Linked DNA regions of Sus scrofa: region 1 is linked to region 2. Evidence: chromatin contacts called from public HiChIP or PLAC-seq data. All regions are on one chromosome and are shown on one strand. The core of a region is the stretch at or near the end of the contact, and the rest is flanking DNA. Distances in the headings are between cores, read along the strand shown.

Region 1 (7,084 bases), core at 656-3,155, 180 kb after region 2:
CAGCTCCGATTTGACCCCTAGCCTGGGAACCTCCATATGCCACGGGAGCGGCCCAAGAAATGGCAAAAAAAGCCAAAAAAAAAAAAAATTTTTTTTCATATTAAACTATTCATCCTAAAACGATCTGTTACATTTTTTTCTTAAAGAAAATCCATATAAATAATGTAGCTTTCAAGGCATGCATCTTTGTAAACGGGTAGTGAAACACTTGATTCTGGATACACAAGGCATCTTACCTGGACAATGGATGAAAGACCAGTTGTATCTGCTGTCCTCCAGACACATGCTGGAATTGAGAAGGGGCTGTGGATAGGAACTTCCTGAGGGGGCCTGAGAAGGCATCTTCACTGGTCCTTTATAGGAGCCCTCTATGCATTTCCCTTTGCCAGTATTGCTGGGATCAGTACACCAGCCACAGCCTGGTTGCTCCAAGCAATGGCTACAGGTACAGTAGCCTGAACAATTTTCAGCTATAAAAAAACATGTTATAATTCACTATCACATTATGTAAATTCATTAAATTTACCCTTTTCTTTTTCTTCTTTTTTTTTTTTTTTTGGCCACATCCACAGCAAAAGAAGTTCCTGGGACAGGGACTGAACCCACGTCACAGCAGTGACCCAAACCACTGCTGTGACATGTTAACCCACTGCGCCACCAGGGAATTCCTAAATCACCTTTTTCTTTAAAAGACTATTCAACTTCTATGAGTCAAACTTTCTATTCTATTGTGACTGTTTAAACGACATAATAAATCTTTAAAGAGCCCATATTTTGCCTGACATATAATAGAGACTACGCCCCTCCTCTCTCAATCCCAGGATATTGGAGGCAGAAGAGACCTTAGAGATTATCAACTGGAAAACACTTTCTTCATGAATTCGGGGAATAAGACATGGAAATATTACATGGATTAAGCAATATGATACTGAGGCTGGATAAGTTATTTCTGTACTCAGAAACTATCCTCCGTCTATTTACGTGGGTCAATGTGCTTGATTCTGCCTGCAGGTTCACGTCAGGCAGTCTCTGGACAGACCTGAGCAGAAGGCCAAGTCTGGTCTCATCCCTAGAATGTTCAGAGGCTGTCAGCACTGCCCTAACACAAGAGTTGTCGCCCAAACACATGGCACTTGTGAGTGCCTAGAGCTCACTCTTCACTCACGGGGGCAGCTGCTCATGGTGTACCACTCCATGCACTGGCCGAAGGGGAAGGAGGCCACATAGGCATTGGAGTCCACACACTGCTTCATGTTGCTGCACCACATGCACTCCGAGCTGCCGCTGGTACACTCTCCACACGCCGTCCGCAAGGCACATGGCGTCCGGCACTGCTTGGCACTGTGGTTCGCTGGAAAGTAAACCCAAGAGAGACACTTGAAGCTTTGCAAAGGTCGAAGACTTTTCAGTGTGGGCTATGACCCACTAGTGTGTCATGAAATAGAGTCAGTGGATTATACTAAATGAAGAAGAAAATATAAAGTCTTAGGTCATTGCGTAGTGTCTAGTAAACTCTATTTATATGGGGGGGGCGGTTTTTCTTTTCAAAGAGCATTGAGGACAGACATGAGGAAAACAGGCTAACCTCTCCACAAGAGAAGTGTTCTAAAGTTCCTTACAATCAGGGTTTTTACCACCCATCGAGGCAAAACTGTCTCTTTGTATATTTGGGGCCAAGAAAAATTACAGTGCTCATTAAATTCACCAAAGCATTCGGGATCCCAAATGGCTGAAAAGCTCCCCTCACGGGAAGGTTAGAAATCATATCTGAAGGTGACTCCTACGTGCTATAAATCCTCTTCCACACCTCTGTGCTCCTCAGGCGAATTACAGGACCTTCCTATAATGAGACATGATGTCAATGGAGTCTGGCCTCCCCGAAGCATTCACAACATTCCAGCTGCTGCTTGTGAGTCCCTCGGTAGGAGGAGGACGCTGGTCTAGGGCTTGTCTGCGTGCTGGAGACGCCACCCTGTGCCTGCCCTTGAGAAGCCCAAATGTCCCCAGAGGAGAGCTTCAGGCCTGTGAGGCTGCCCCACACGTCAGTGCCTTCTGCACTCTCCTGCAAGTTCAGTGTGCTCAAGGTTTGCTTGTTTCCTGACACAACTGCTGCCATTATTTTTCTCCCCACTGACGCTGTCTTTCTGTCCACTGTCTCTGCAGTGGTCTGCCTGATTTTCGATCTTTTCTTTGCATTTTTTTTTTTTCCCTTTTTAGGGCAACACCCATGGCATATGGAAATTCCCAGGCAAGGGGCTGAATTGGAGCTGCAGCTGCCAGCCTACACCACAGCCATAGCAACGCAGGATCCGAGCTGCATCTTTGGTCTACACCACAGTTCATGGCAACGCTGGATCCTTTAACCTGTTGAGAGAGGCCAGAGAGCGAACCCCCATCTTAATGGGGTTTGTTTTTGCTGAGCCAAACAGAAATTCCTTCTTTGCATTAAAATTTATTTATTTATTTATTTTTGTCTTTTTGTCTTTTTAGGGCTGCACCTGCTGCACATGCAGGTTTCCAGGCTAGGGGTCTAAATGGAGCTGAAGCTGCCGGCCTATGCCAGAGCCACAGCAATGTCAGATCTGAGCCGTATCTGCGACCTACACCACAGCTCACGGCAACACTGGATCATTAACCCACTGACCGAGGCCAGGGATCAAACCCACAACGTCATGGCTCCTAGTCGGATTTGTTTCTGCTGCACCATGACAGGAACTCCAAATTTTTTTATTAAAGTATTTTCTTTGCATTTTTTTGTTCCTTCTTCCATAGCATTTTTCTGCCAACACCAAGAAATCTGCCTTTCAGCATGGATCAATACCTTTAGTGGTCAACAAACCAATTAATCTCACTATTAATGAGAATATCAATGTTAAGTTATCTTTGTTTTTGCTTATGGCTCACACTATTCATAGCCAGAGACAACTTGCTTCTGCTTTAAAAATCCCAGGTTATATTCTGTTTCACATGCTTGAAATCAAGACTCTCTCTGTTTTTCATGAAAATGTTACAATACTTAACTATGCTTTCTACAGTTTCTCTTCCAAAAAACTTCCAGTAACGCAAAATTCACCCATGTACTTACCAGGCCTCTCACAGACACTACCGTTGAGAGGGTTGATGCAGGTTGCAGCCTTTAAGCCCCGACTACTGGGCTCTGACAAGATTCCACAGAATCCAGCATCACTGGGCTCAGATGGCATCCACTGTAGCAAACTATTTGTGAATGGGGACATATCTTCCCAGCACCAGTAGGACACATTAATCTTCCGAAGGCCAACCCATGGGGTTAAGGTGAGTTTGGACTGTAGGCAAAACAGGCACAGCTATGAAAATAATCAATGTCTTGACCAAAATAGGCTTTTAGATAAAAACCATTAAGTTACATTTACCCAAAAGATATAGGAAAACTTTCCTATCCCGAATCAGCCACGGCAGACCATCATTTCTATGCTACATATCATGCCTGGCACTTTAACACGGTCATTTGACAAAGGACAGAAATGTAACTCAGAGAAGACATCAGAAATTTCGCAGAGATTAATAACAAAGTAATAATTAGGCTCCTAAATTTCTTTGACAAATGCTATGAAGAAACAACTACCTCCAACTTGGCTGAAATATCTATTTATACGTGAAATATTGATTATAGGCCTACCCTCAGGTCATTATCTAAGCCTGTTTTGGGAGTTCCACTAGGTGAGATGATTGAAGATTCCCACTTCAAACGAGGGGGGTATCGGCTGTCACTGAATTTTATGGGGAATAATAGGACAATGGATTCCTGGGAGAGTCTGTTTCCTGCTCTACTGAAATTTCCTTTTTGTTGCAATTAAAAAAAACATTGAACAAAGTTTAGCACAGAAATGAAAGGCATTTTTAATTTTGGCAGTTAGAAAACAAAATGTACAGTATTTCCATTTTTGAGAGGAAAAAATAAACATGCCTATTAAAAGACCTAAAAGAATTAAAAACACCCCAAGTAGTTATTTTTAGTTGTAATGAGTGATATTTATTTTCTTATTTTTAATGTATTTTAAAAATTTCCTTAGAAATACGTATTACTTCTAAGGAATAATAAGGAAAGATAATTACAAACACCCTTAAAAGTCTTTCAATAACCTCCTTTTGTTTTCATGATAAAATTTCAAGCCATCAGCATGGTAGACAAGGTCTCCAAGGATTGAGAAAATCCTTTAGCTACAGCAATACCCTTCCATCCAGCCTGCAGCCAGCCACACAAACTTACCTGCAGTACATCCCTCAATCTCTGCATCTTAAACATGGGGGACCTAATGCACAGAGAAACCAACTCATTCCTTCTCATCCTCACGCTTACCTCGTCTAGCTGCCCGTCAGCCAGCCTCTGCCCTAAAGGCTACAGTGCTCTTCCTTATTTTTTCCATTCAAGCCTGGGCTCTACGTATAAACTGACAGCCGTGAAAGCACATTACACTTTAGTTGTCTCTCATTTGTCAGTCCTTTGTCACAAGACCATGAATTCCTGTTGTATAAAGGTGATCCCAGCAGATTAAACTATTCAGAACTTTCTAGAGCTCGGAAACCTAAGGATGAGAGACGAAGGACCAGAAGATCCATCTGTGCCAGCTGGGATGGCTGACCCCTTCTCACCAGGTATCCTTTCAGAGATATGGAACTGGGGGTTGTTCATAAAGGGCAAAGTTGTAAGCCATCAATTTTCCAAGGGAGTGACTAAATTTAGGATGGGCAAAGAGCCAAGGACAGAACATTGGGAAAGGCCTATTTGTGGAGATGAGGAAAAGAGAAACAAACAACATGGGTAGTTTCCAGTGGAGACTAAGAAATTTGAAACATCTTTCAAAATATCATAAGACATCAAATGAGGCCGCAGTGTCCCCCGAGTTAATCATATTTATAATGTACCAATGGTAGTTTGAGTATCCAAACCATACCAAAGTTGCACTGGAAAAAAAGACTGGAGTAAAATAAAATACAGGGCACCTCCTACCATCACAGGATGCTGCCCTAGGTGGTACACAGAGGCCACGTGTAGCCAAGACCCAGACCACACTTCCCATGTCCTTTCCACAGAAGGGCTGCCCAGTCCTCCTACCTGCTGGATGAGAAGAACATTTCCCCCTAACTGCTCTGTACCAAAGCCAGCGGTGTTGAAAAGGCCTTGTCCTGTGAGTAGCTACCTAAGTGAAGGTATCACCACAGTTATAGGACTCTGGACTCAAAAAGACAAAATGTGATTGTGGAATATCAACTACAAACTGCCTGAGAGTGAGAACCTGGGGCCCTTCTATGCCCAGAAACTCTTGATAAGGGGTCCTTTCCTTTGGGGCTGGCCAGACCTGAAAAAGACCCAAATGGCTGTCCACTTCTTGGGAGGATTAACATTAAATCATATTACACACTGCAGCGAAATCTGAGAGACTCAGGTGGCTAAATGCAATGCAGCTGATTAGTAATGGCGCTGCCCTCCCCAACCTCAGCAGAACCCAGGGATAAAACAGATATGGAACCATCCACTGTTCTCACAGGCTCTGTTCACATGTACACACGTTACCATTCAGTACAAACGTACTTATCCATATATCTGTTAATGTAATGGCTATGACTAAGAAAAATAAAATGTTGGAAATTTAAGCTAAGAAAGAAGATATTAAAGGAAGCAAATCCAACTGTGCAGTTCCACTGTCTATGACGCTGCACCTACCAGCCCCCTCCTGCCAAGCACATCACAGGGAAGCTGTAGTCATGTTCTCAGCAGAAGCTTAAGTTCGGTGGATTTTCACTCACCATGCTCTGAGAAGACTGCATGGTTCGCAGCTGCTTAAGGACAAATTCCACCTTCTTCTGGGTTGTAAGAGAAGCCAAAAAGGCATTGTGGTTCCTGCAGGACAATTTTGCATTGTCGTAATTCTCCTTGGCAGTAGTAATTTTCAAACATGAGTTTCCAACCAAATGCCAGCCGATGCCACAGATATTTTCTTGCATAAAGAGAGGAGAGAAAAACGGTTTTAGAAATCACACAAAACTGGAGTTCCCGTCGTGGCTCAGTGGTTAACGAATCTGACTAGGAACCATGAGGTTGCGGGTTCAATCCCTGGCCTTGCTCAGTGGGTTAAGGATCTGGAGTTGCCGTGAGCTGTGGTGTAGGTCGCAAATGCAACTCGGATCCGTGTTGCTGTGGCTTTGGCATAGGCTGACAGCTACAGCACCGATTAGACCCCTAGCCTGGGAACCTCCATATGCCACAGGAGTGGCCCTAGAAAAGACAAAAAGACAAAAAAAAAAAAAAAAGAAAGAAAGAAATCACACAAAACTACTTCTGTTACCAGTCTGAACTGCTGAAAACCTAAATGGGTTTTTGTGATTTGAACTCTAGATACTTCATTAGAATGTAGTGAGTGAATCAGACACATTACTAAGGACCAAACACAGAATATATAGAGAATCTTAAAAATGTTTATCAGGCATATTTTACAGATCTCAAGACACATATTCTGAGGTCATCCCTGCTATGTTTTAGAGGAAAACATCCATTTGGTGCCAGTGTTAAATTTATAAACCTCCTTTTGAAGAACACTTAGAAATAAGGCTTGGGAGGTCCCATAGTGGCTCAGTGGGTTACATACCCAACTAATATCCATAGGATGTGAGTTCGATCCCTGGCCTTGCTCAGTGGGTTAAGGATCTGGCGTTGCCGTGAACTATGATGTAGGCCTGAAGCTGCAGCTCTGCCTAGCCTGGGAACTTCCATATGACAAAGGTATGGCCCTAAAAAGCAGGGAAGAAAAAAAAAAAAAAAAAAAAAAAAAAGACTTAAGAAGTAAAGAAGTAAGATTAAAATCCCAAGTAAAGGGCAGAAAAACAAATATGCATTGTTGGAAAGGTGGGGAGGAAACCTGCAAGGAAAGAAATGGTGTTGGTGAGTAAATAACTCTACAAAAGCTGCACTGTTTTCACATTAAGTGGGAAGTAAAATCAAGTGCAAAAAACACTCCAAAAGTGAGATGGGGAGAGCCTTTTGAGGAAATAAACTGAAGTGCTACAGTTACAGTTTGTAATCTGCTACTGCCATCTCCCTGAACCC
Region 2 (6,983 bases), core at 2,114-4,613:
AGGTGTGTGCCCTCACGGCCCCATATTCCAGCCTCTCTGTTCCACTGTGGGGGTTGGGGAGCACAAGGGGCTTGGGGTGAGCACTGAGGCTGGGGAGGTGGGTAGGGCCATAGCAGGCTGTGAAAAGGAATCTGGGTTTCATTCAGAGTCCGGAAGGACTCATAGAAAGTTTTTGGTGACGGAGGCCTGGTGGGACATGAGGGTCAGGTCTGGGGGGGCTCAGCAGGGAATGTGGAAGTGCCAGGCTGGCCTAGGTTCTCCCACCAAAGTGACTCTGAGCAGGGCTCCTGAGGGCCCTAAGGGCTGTGGGAGTCAGAGGGAACTGGGGTCATGCTCTCAGCAAGATGGACCTCCTTTGGTTCAGGCCGTCAGCCCAGCTCCCACCACTCTGCCCACATTAAGTTCCTGACTTCCTGGCCTTGGAGGACCCAACCCAGCTGGGGACAGCCTGGGCCTTGTGGGATAGGCAGAGGAGGGAAACTTAGCTCTGGGAGGATTCCTGGAGGTTGCCCTGGGTTCTTCCTTCCCACCTGCCTGGGATCAGTGATGAGTTTTAGAGGCAGCAGCAGCCCCTCTTAAGGAGGGCTGAGTATGGTTTTTTGTGTGTTTTTTGGGGTCTTTTTGACTTTTCTAGGGCCGCTCTTGCGGCTTATGGAGGTTCCCAGGCTAGGGGTTGAATCAGAGCTGTAGCCACCGGCCTACACCAGAGCCACAGCAATGCGGGATCCGAGTCACGTCTGGGACCCACATCACAGCTCACAGCAACGCCAGATCCAAGCCGTGTCTGCGACCTACACCACAGCTCATGGCAACACCGGATCCTTAACTCACTGAGCAAGGCTAGGGATCGAACCCACAACCTCATGGTTCCTAGTCGGATTCGTTAACCACTGAGCCACCATGGGAACTCCTGAGTATGGTTTTTGACCTTCTGTTTCTCTAGCCCCCAGGGCAGGTCCCACAGAGTCAGTTCCTGTCCCTGCCCTCCTCCCCTCTGAGGTAGGGGTCAGTAGGAGGGGCAGGCAGGAGGCCTCAGACACTGATGACCTGGAAGAGGAGATCCCAGAGATGGGGGGCTTGGCCCTTCGGGGGAGCACGGGGCGGGGTGTCCTGAGGACCAGGGCAGAGTCCCGCACTGCCTGATGTTTGCTGAGTCTCTTCCCTGTCAGCCCCATTCTCTCTAAGCGAAGGGTCGTACCAGCTAACCCCTGAATGCTCCCCCACAGCCACTCAGGATGAGTCCTGTCTGGGGAGGATGAGCAGGTAGGGGCAGGTGAGAGCCTCAAGCCTCCTGATCTCCATTATCCAGTAAGATGCAGCCCAGCTGTGGATGCTGGGTGATGTGAAGGGCAGGGGGCAGGGCGGCGACATGTTGCAGCTGGTTCCTGGGGAGCAGCAAAGGCGACAGCCCCCGGAGCCTCTCTCACTCTCTTCATAGGCAACAAGCCCAGAGTCCGGAGTATCCGCTTTGCAACAGGCCATGATGCAGAAGGCTCCCAGAGCCATGTCCACTTTGATGAGAAGCTGCATGACTCCGTGGTCATGGTCAGCCAGGAGAGTGAGAGCAGCTTTCTGGTCAAGGTATGTGGCAATGCCCCCCAATCCCCTCCTCCCTCACCCCCGGTCCCCGCCCAATCAGCCTGGCTTCCTGAGCCTGCTGCATTTCCTCTAAGCTGGCTCCAGAGGCACATCTTTGTCCTTCCCTGGGCCTTGGTTTCCCCATCTGTAAAATGGAAAGTGTGAAACCACAATGAGATGAGTGTACTTAGGATGGTATTTGCATGGAAGTGGAGCTGTTGCTATGGGCATCACCACCACCATGACAATTGCGATCAGAAGGCAGTTGTCACGGCTGTGGTATCACAGGTCTGGGTTCAAGTTCATGCCTGCTGTTCTGGCTTTGTGACCTTGGGCAGGTCATCTCAGTTTTCTCTTCTCTGAAGTAGAGACAGTTCACACCCCAAGGAGTTGGAAATGGAAGGAGGTACGGGTGTCACACAGGCGTGAGGCTAATTATGCTCATAACAAGGTGTGACTTTATTTACTCTTCTTTGCCAAACCTCTGGCTGATTTAAGCTCTTTGCAGTAGTAGTTATCCGCTCCCCGCTCCACCCCGTGTTTTTCTCGCTCTCCCTCTCCTCGTGGCCACACCTCACACACCCTCTACTGTGGCTCCTCCAACTGCTGGGACACTGTTGGATCCCACAGCCACTTGGGAGGGGCAGGATTAATTGGGGAACACGGCCTTCGGGTTGGATAGTAAACCAGAGCTCCAGAGTTGAGCCCTGGAGGGCTTGGCGGTGGGGGTGTGGCATCCGGTCTGTTGAGACCACCCTGAAGAGGGGCCCAGATTCAGACCCATTTTTGGCCAACTCTAAAACCCTTGCTCTTTCTCCTACAGCTGACAGCTTCCACAGGGGAATAAACAGAATGAACCCAAACTTTCAAAAATAGCTCCCCGCCTCCCGTTGCAAAATCCATTCATGTCCGTTAGAGAAACTGTGGAAGACAGAGCAAACTACAAAGAAATTTACAAGTACCCGCAGTCATACTATCCAGAAATAACCATGGTTAATATTTTGATGTGCGTCATTCCAGTTCCTTTATTAGCTTCGTTTCCAAAAACAAAAAGCTGGTATCACACTACACACTGTTTTTTGCTTGCTTCTGTTGTGAACCATCTCCTGCCTGTGTCAGTAAATAATTTTCCACGAGATTTTACAACTGCCTGGTGTTCCATTATATGTATTATCATTGATTTAGCTGGTTTCCCCATTCCTGGTGTTATGGTTGTTTCTATTTTGTATTAAGTAGAGCAGTGACAAGTATTTTTTTGCACATCTGAGTATTCCCCTGGAAAATTCTGCAAATGGTGGAGCTGGATTCAGGGTCACCATTGGCAGGTACAACCAGAAAGCCCTCTCAGTTCCTGCTGTGGTTCAGTGGAAGCAAACCTGACTAGCATCCATGAGGATGCAGGTTTGATCCTTGGCCTTGCTCAGTGAGTTAAGGACCCGGTGTTGCCGTGAGCTGTGGTGTAGATCACAGATGCGACTCAGATTCCATGTTGCTGTGGCTGTGGCATAGGTTGGCAGCTACAGCTCTGATTCGACTCCTAGCCTGGGAACCTTCATATGCCGCGGGTAAAGCCCTAAAAAGCAAAGCAAAACAAAACAAAAGAGAGAGAGAAAGAAAGAAAGCCCTCTTCAGAGGTGTGCCCTCTACCAGCAGAGTGGGGGGGAGGGCAGGGACTGAGCTTTAATTGTGCAGTGACATCATCCTGATCCCACTGAAGGGCTCTCTCAGGGACAAGGCCACCTAGTTCCTGAAACTGAGGAGAGCGTGTGCCCCTGCAAGGACACACATTGCTGCACCCCTGTGCCTCCTGGACTGGCACTCCAGTCAGCCGACCCACCCTGGCTCTGACCCTTCATACGACTGGAGTTTCTAAGGATGGCATCTGTCCCAGAGGGCATGGGTTGCCAAGCTCTGTGCATGAACAACAGAAATTGCTCAGGCCGTGAATCAAGGCTTTGGGGCACAGAGAGCCTTTGAGTAGGCAGGCAGGCAGGCATCCGTGTCCACGTGCCAACAGGGCAGGCTGGAGCCTGAGTTCCATGGCTGGTGCCAGGCCTGTCGGTCAGCTCTGGACTGACACAGCTGGCCTAGTGTCACTTTTTGTAGTTCTGTCCCACCCTCCATCATGTGCTGTGTTGCCTGGTGGCTCCACGTGAGTGACTAAAGGACCAGGGGTCTGATCCTGGCCTCTTAGCTCTGGGCACATACTGGTAGTGATGGGGCAGGTGGATGGCCTGTGTCATGGGGCTTTGAGCCTCCCCTGTGGCAGTGGCTGGTGACTTGCTGCGTGCCACTTGTGGCAGGAGTAGCCAAGAGGTCCGGAAAGGACTATACCCTGGCTGCAATGGCCTTCAGCCAACTGTTTCCTGGCTTCCATTTCATCACCTACAGAATGGGCCACTGAGGAACTTCAGGGCCCATGAGACAGATGCTAAGGAGTGTGCTGGCCAAGGTGTAGGGGTGGAGCCTTGGAGAAAGGGCCTGGAACTACCAGGCCAGAGGTATGGACCAGCTAGATGGAGGGAGTCAGGGTCCCCTGGGATTATGGAGGAAGCCAGTGTAGGGCCTGAGCAATTTCTGTTGCTCATGTACAGAGCTCATAGGTGGCACAACCTGGGTGGGCCCCGGGGGGAGATTGAGAGTGAAGGTGCCTCCTTACCCCACCCCTCCTGCTGCAGGTTGGCTTCCTGAAGATCCTGCACAGGTATGAGATTACCTTCACTCTGCCCCCAGTGCACAGGCTGAGCAAGGACGTCCGAGAGGCACCTGTCCCCAGCCTGCACCTCAAGCTCCTCAGCGTCATGCCCATCCCAGAAGGTGCGTCCCCTTTTCCAGCAGGGCCTGCATGTGAGTGGGAGTGAGAGCATGGGGTACTTCCGCCTCCCCACCCCGGGCAGCTCAGCACTCTGGGGCCATGATGCCTCTTTATAGGCTTGCAGTGTGGGCCCCCATCCCAGGCCACACTCTCTGGACGCAAGTCCACAGGCTCACAGAGTTGGTCTGTATCTGTTCATTGCCTGGTAGTTCCCTCAGTGGGCTGCCTAGAGCCTTCCCTTTCCTGCACCTCAGGAAGAATCCACTGGAACCTCAGGACCTCCAGGCAGCTACCTCCCAGCACCCACCAGACATGGGCTGCTTCTTTGTACCCTGCCAGCTTCAGCAGCTCCCCACCCCACCCCCACCAGCTCCCAAAGGCTAGGGTATCAGTTTCACCATGTGCTGAAGCCCCAGCTTCAGTTTCATGTCCCCCTACCTTCATCTCATGACCTTGCCCTTAAGCAGATTGAGCAAGCCCTCTCAGCCTTCGCCTCTTGCCACCTGATCTGCTTGAGCCCTGCCCTACTCCTCCCTCCCGTCACCCCCTCTCCCCACCTACCTTACTGGGGAGTCCCACCTCTTGGAAGCCTGTGGGCGAAGTCATGTGGAGCTCACTGAAAAATGTGAAGTTCCAGAGGCCAGTGCGCACAGCCCTGGGGGGGTGGGTCCTGGGCCTTCCCCACTCCTTTGGAGGAGTCAGCCAGTCCTGGGGGGCAATGGGTGCTGGGGGTCGGGGCGGGAGGCTGCAGAGATGTCGATCACCTGGGCAGGTTACAGCGTCAAGTGTGAGTACTCGGCGCACAAGGAGGGCGTCCTCAAGGAGGAGATGCTGCTGGCCTGTGAAGGTGGCACCGGCACCTGCGTGCGGGTCGTGGTACAGGCACGCGTCATGGGTGAGAGCGTGAGGCGTGGGTCTGGCTGGAGGAGGGAGGCACCCATTTGGCCACAAGGGGTTTCCCCACCCCCTTGCATCGGAGAAAGGGATCCTTGCCCCCGCCCATTCCCAGCTCCTTCGTGGGTGCCCTCCTCCCCACGCCCCTAGCGGAGCCAGGAGGGAGGGTGGCAGTTCCCTTGGAGTAGCTGGGGCTGGGCTCCAGCCTGGCATACTGACATGTCGCCTGCCTTGCAGACCGACACCACGGCACACCCATGCTGCTAGATGGTGTCAAGTGCGTGGGTGCTGAGCTTGAATACGACTCGGAGCACAGTGATTGGCACGGCTTCGACTGAGGCCCGCGCCCCCGCCTGCCTTGGGGCCCCTCAGCCTTAAACCCCACCTCCTCTCCCTGAATGCTGCGTGACGGTGTAGCTTCCGCACCCCTCCCCGGGGTGGGCATGGAGGTGGAGGGTCCAAGGGCCTCCAAGCCAGAGCCCTGCCCACACCTCTCACCTCATATGTGTGCCACCTCCCTGCCTCCCCAGCGTCCTCCTCTCCCACTTCCTCCTCTCGGTGTGCCTCAGTCTCCTGCCGGAAGAAATGGGTTGAGCCCCCAGGGAGGCTATCTGAGGAGGGATGGGGGAGAGCCTGGGGCGGGTTTTACCAACCATCCTCCCCAAGCCATAGGGGCTCCTGCCAGGGCCTGGGAGAGGAGGGAGCTGGCTCTGTGGCATAGCTGCCACCAGTATTGCTGCTGCTGTCTCGCTTTGGCCACCTCTCCTGTCCCCTCCCTCTTTTCCACTGCTGTCCATGGTGAGTAGGAGGGAGGTGCGGTCCCCAGCCCCTACTCCCCAGGTCTGTGTTACTTGGTTTTTAAATGACTGGTTGGGCTAAAATCCTAAAGAAATAAAACTTCCATTGGACACCAGAGGCCAGCAGGATATTTTTGTTCTCCAGGGCTCTGAGGATGCCCACCCTTCTGCAGTTGAGCCAAGGAACAGTTCTGGCTAAACTCATTCTTTTTGGAGGCAGGGTCACTTCATGGTATTACAGCCCCCAGCCCCCAAAGATGTATGCATAGGTGGTGGCATTTTAGGCCTGGGAACAGTCGCCAAGACGGAGTTTGAATGGGGAGCCTTCTGCCCAGGTCAGAGCTTGGTCTGTGGAATCGGTTGTTCAGCTTAGGGGGCTTGACCTGGAGACAGGAGCACCTCCTTTTAGTCAGTTCCCAGCCCTTCTCCACAACTCTGCTTTTGGGGTTCCCTCTCATGAGGTACCTGGAGGCTATGGCTTCACCTTGAGCATGCTTTATTGTCACCCAAGGGGGCTCAGGCAGGTACACTGAGCTGCCAGCAGAGCTGAGGGGGCAGAGGTGGGACCAGCCCTCAGTCAGTGCCCCCTCTGCCTTCCCTCCCCTCCTCCACTTAGGTGGTTGGATAGAGTTCAAGTGGGTCATTTATAGGCTGGCCTTGGGACCTTCTCAGATAAAGGAAAGCCCCCCCCCAACACCCCAACATGTTCCCCCACATCCTCTTATAAGTGCCTTCACCCTGCACCCTTCTCAGAACCTACCACTGCCCTTCCTCAGCATTCATACTTGGGTGGTCAGTACCGCACCCAGGAAGGAAGGTCCTTTTACCTCTAGCCCTCTCAGGTCCGCCTTCCTGTTGTTGTGCTGCCCAGCTCCCTTACACAGGCTGAGCCAATCCCT

What was found. HiChIP or PLAC-seq counts read pairs in DNA pulled down with a chosen protein or histone mark.
Region 1: a contact with region 2 is called in an H3K27ac HiChIP or PLAC-seq map of skeletal muscle. The contact joins two enhancer-like sites. A contact is called at or near these places in 5 of 47 Hi-C or Micro-C datasets (embryonic fibroblasts, epiblast stem cells, fetal heart ventricle and 1 more) and 2 of 2 datasets of contacts at active chromatin or transcription factors (alveolar macrophages and skeletal muscle).

Annotation. Positions count from the first base shown.
Region 1 is chr17:32,134,231-32,141,314 of Sscrofa11.1, forward strand. It overlaps ATRN (attractin), which reads right to left. Exons shown (of 30, transcript XM_021077392.1): 15 at 5,788-5,978; 16 at 3,086-3,305; 17 at 1,166-1,351; 18 at 237-470. Among named protein-coding and RNA genes, the nearest start is that of GFRA4, 98 kb to the left of the region's middle. Within about 2 kb of position 1,906, at least 1 of the 83 cell types and tissues checked has an H3K27ac peak or open chromatin away from gene starts, as enhancers often do. A contact at or near this core is called in skeletal muscle, where this site is marked.
Region 2 is chr17:31,950,553-31,957,535 of Sscrofa11.1, forward strand. It overlaps C17H20orf27 (UPF0687 protein C20orf27 homolog), which reads left to right. Exons shown (of 6, transcript XM_021077382.1): 3 at 1,439-1,581; 4 at 4,257-4,395; 5 at 5,166-5,288; 6 at 5,525-6,202. The coding sequence ends at 5,625. It overlaps HSPA12B (heat shock 70 kDa protein 12B), which reads right to left. Exons shown (of 13, transcript XM_021077380.1): 13 at 3,929-6,983. Among named protein-coding and RNA genes, the nearest start is that of C17H20orf27, 11 kb to the left of the region's middle. Within about 2 kb of position 3,364, at least 14 of the 83 cell types and tissues checked have an H3K27ac peak or open chromatin away from gene starts, as enhancers often do. A contact at or near this core is called in skeletal muscle, where this site is marked.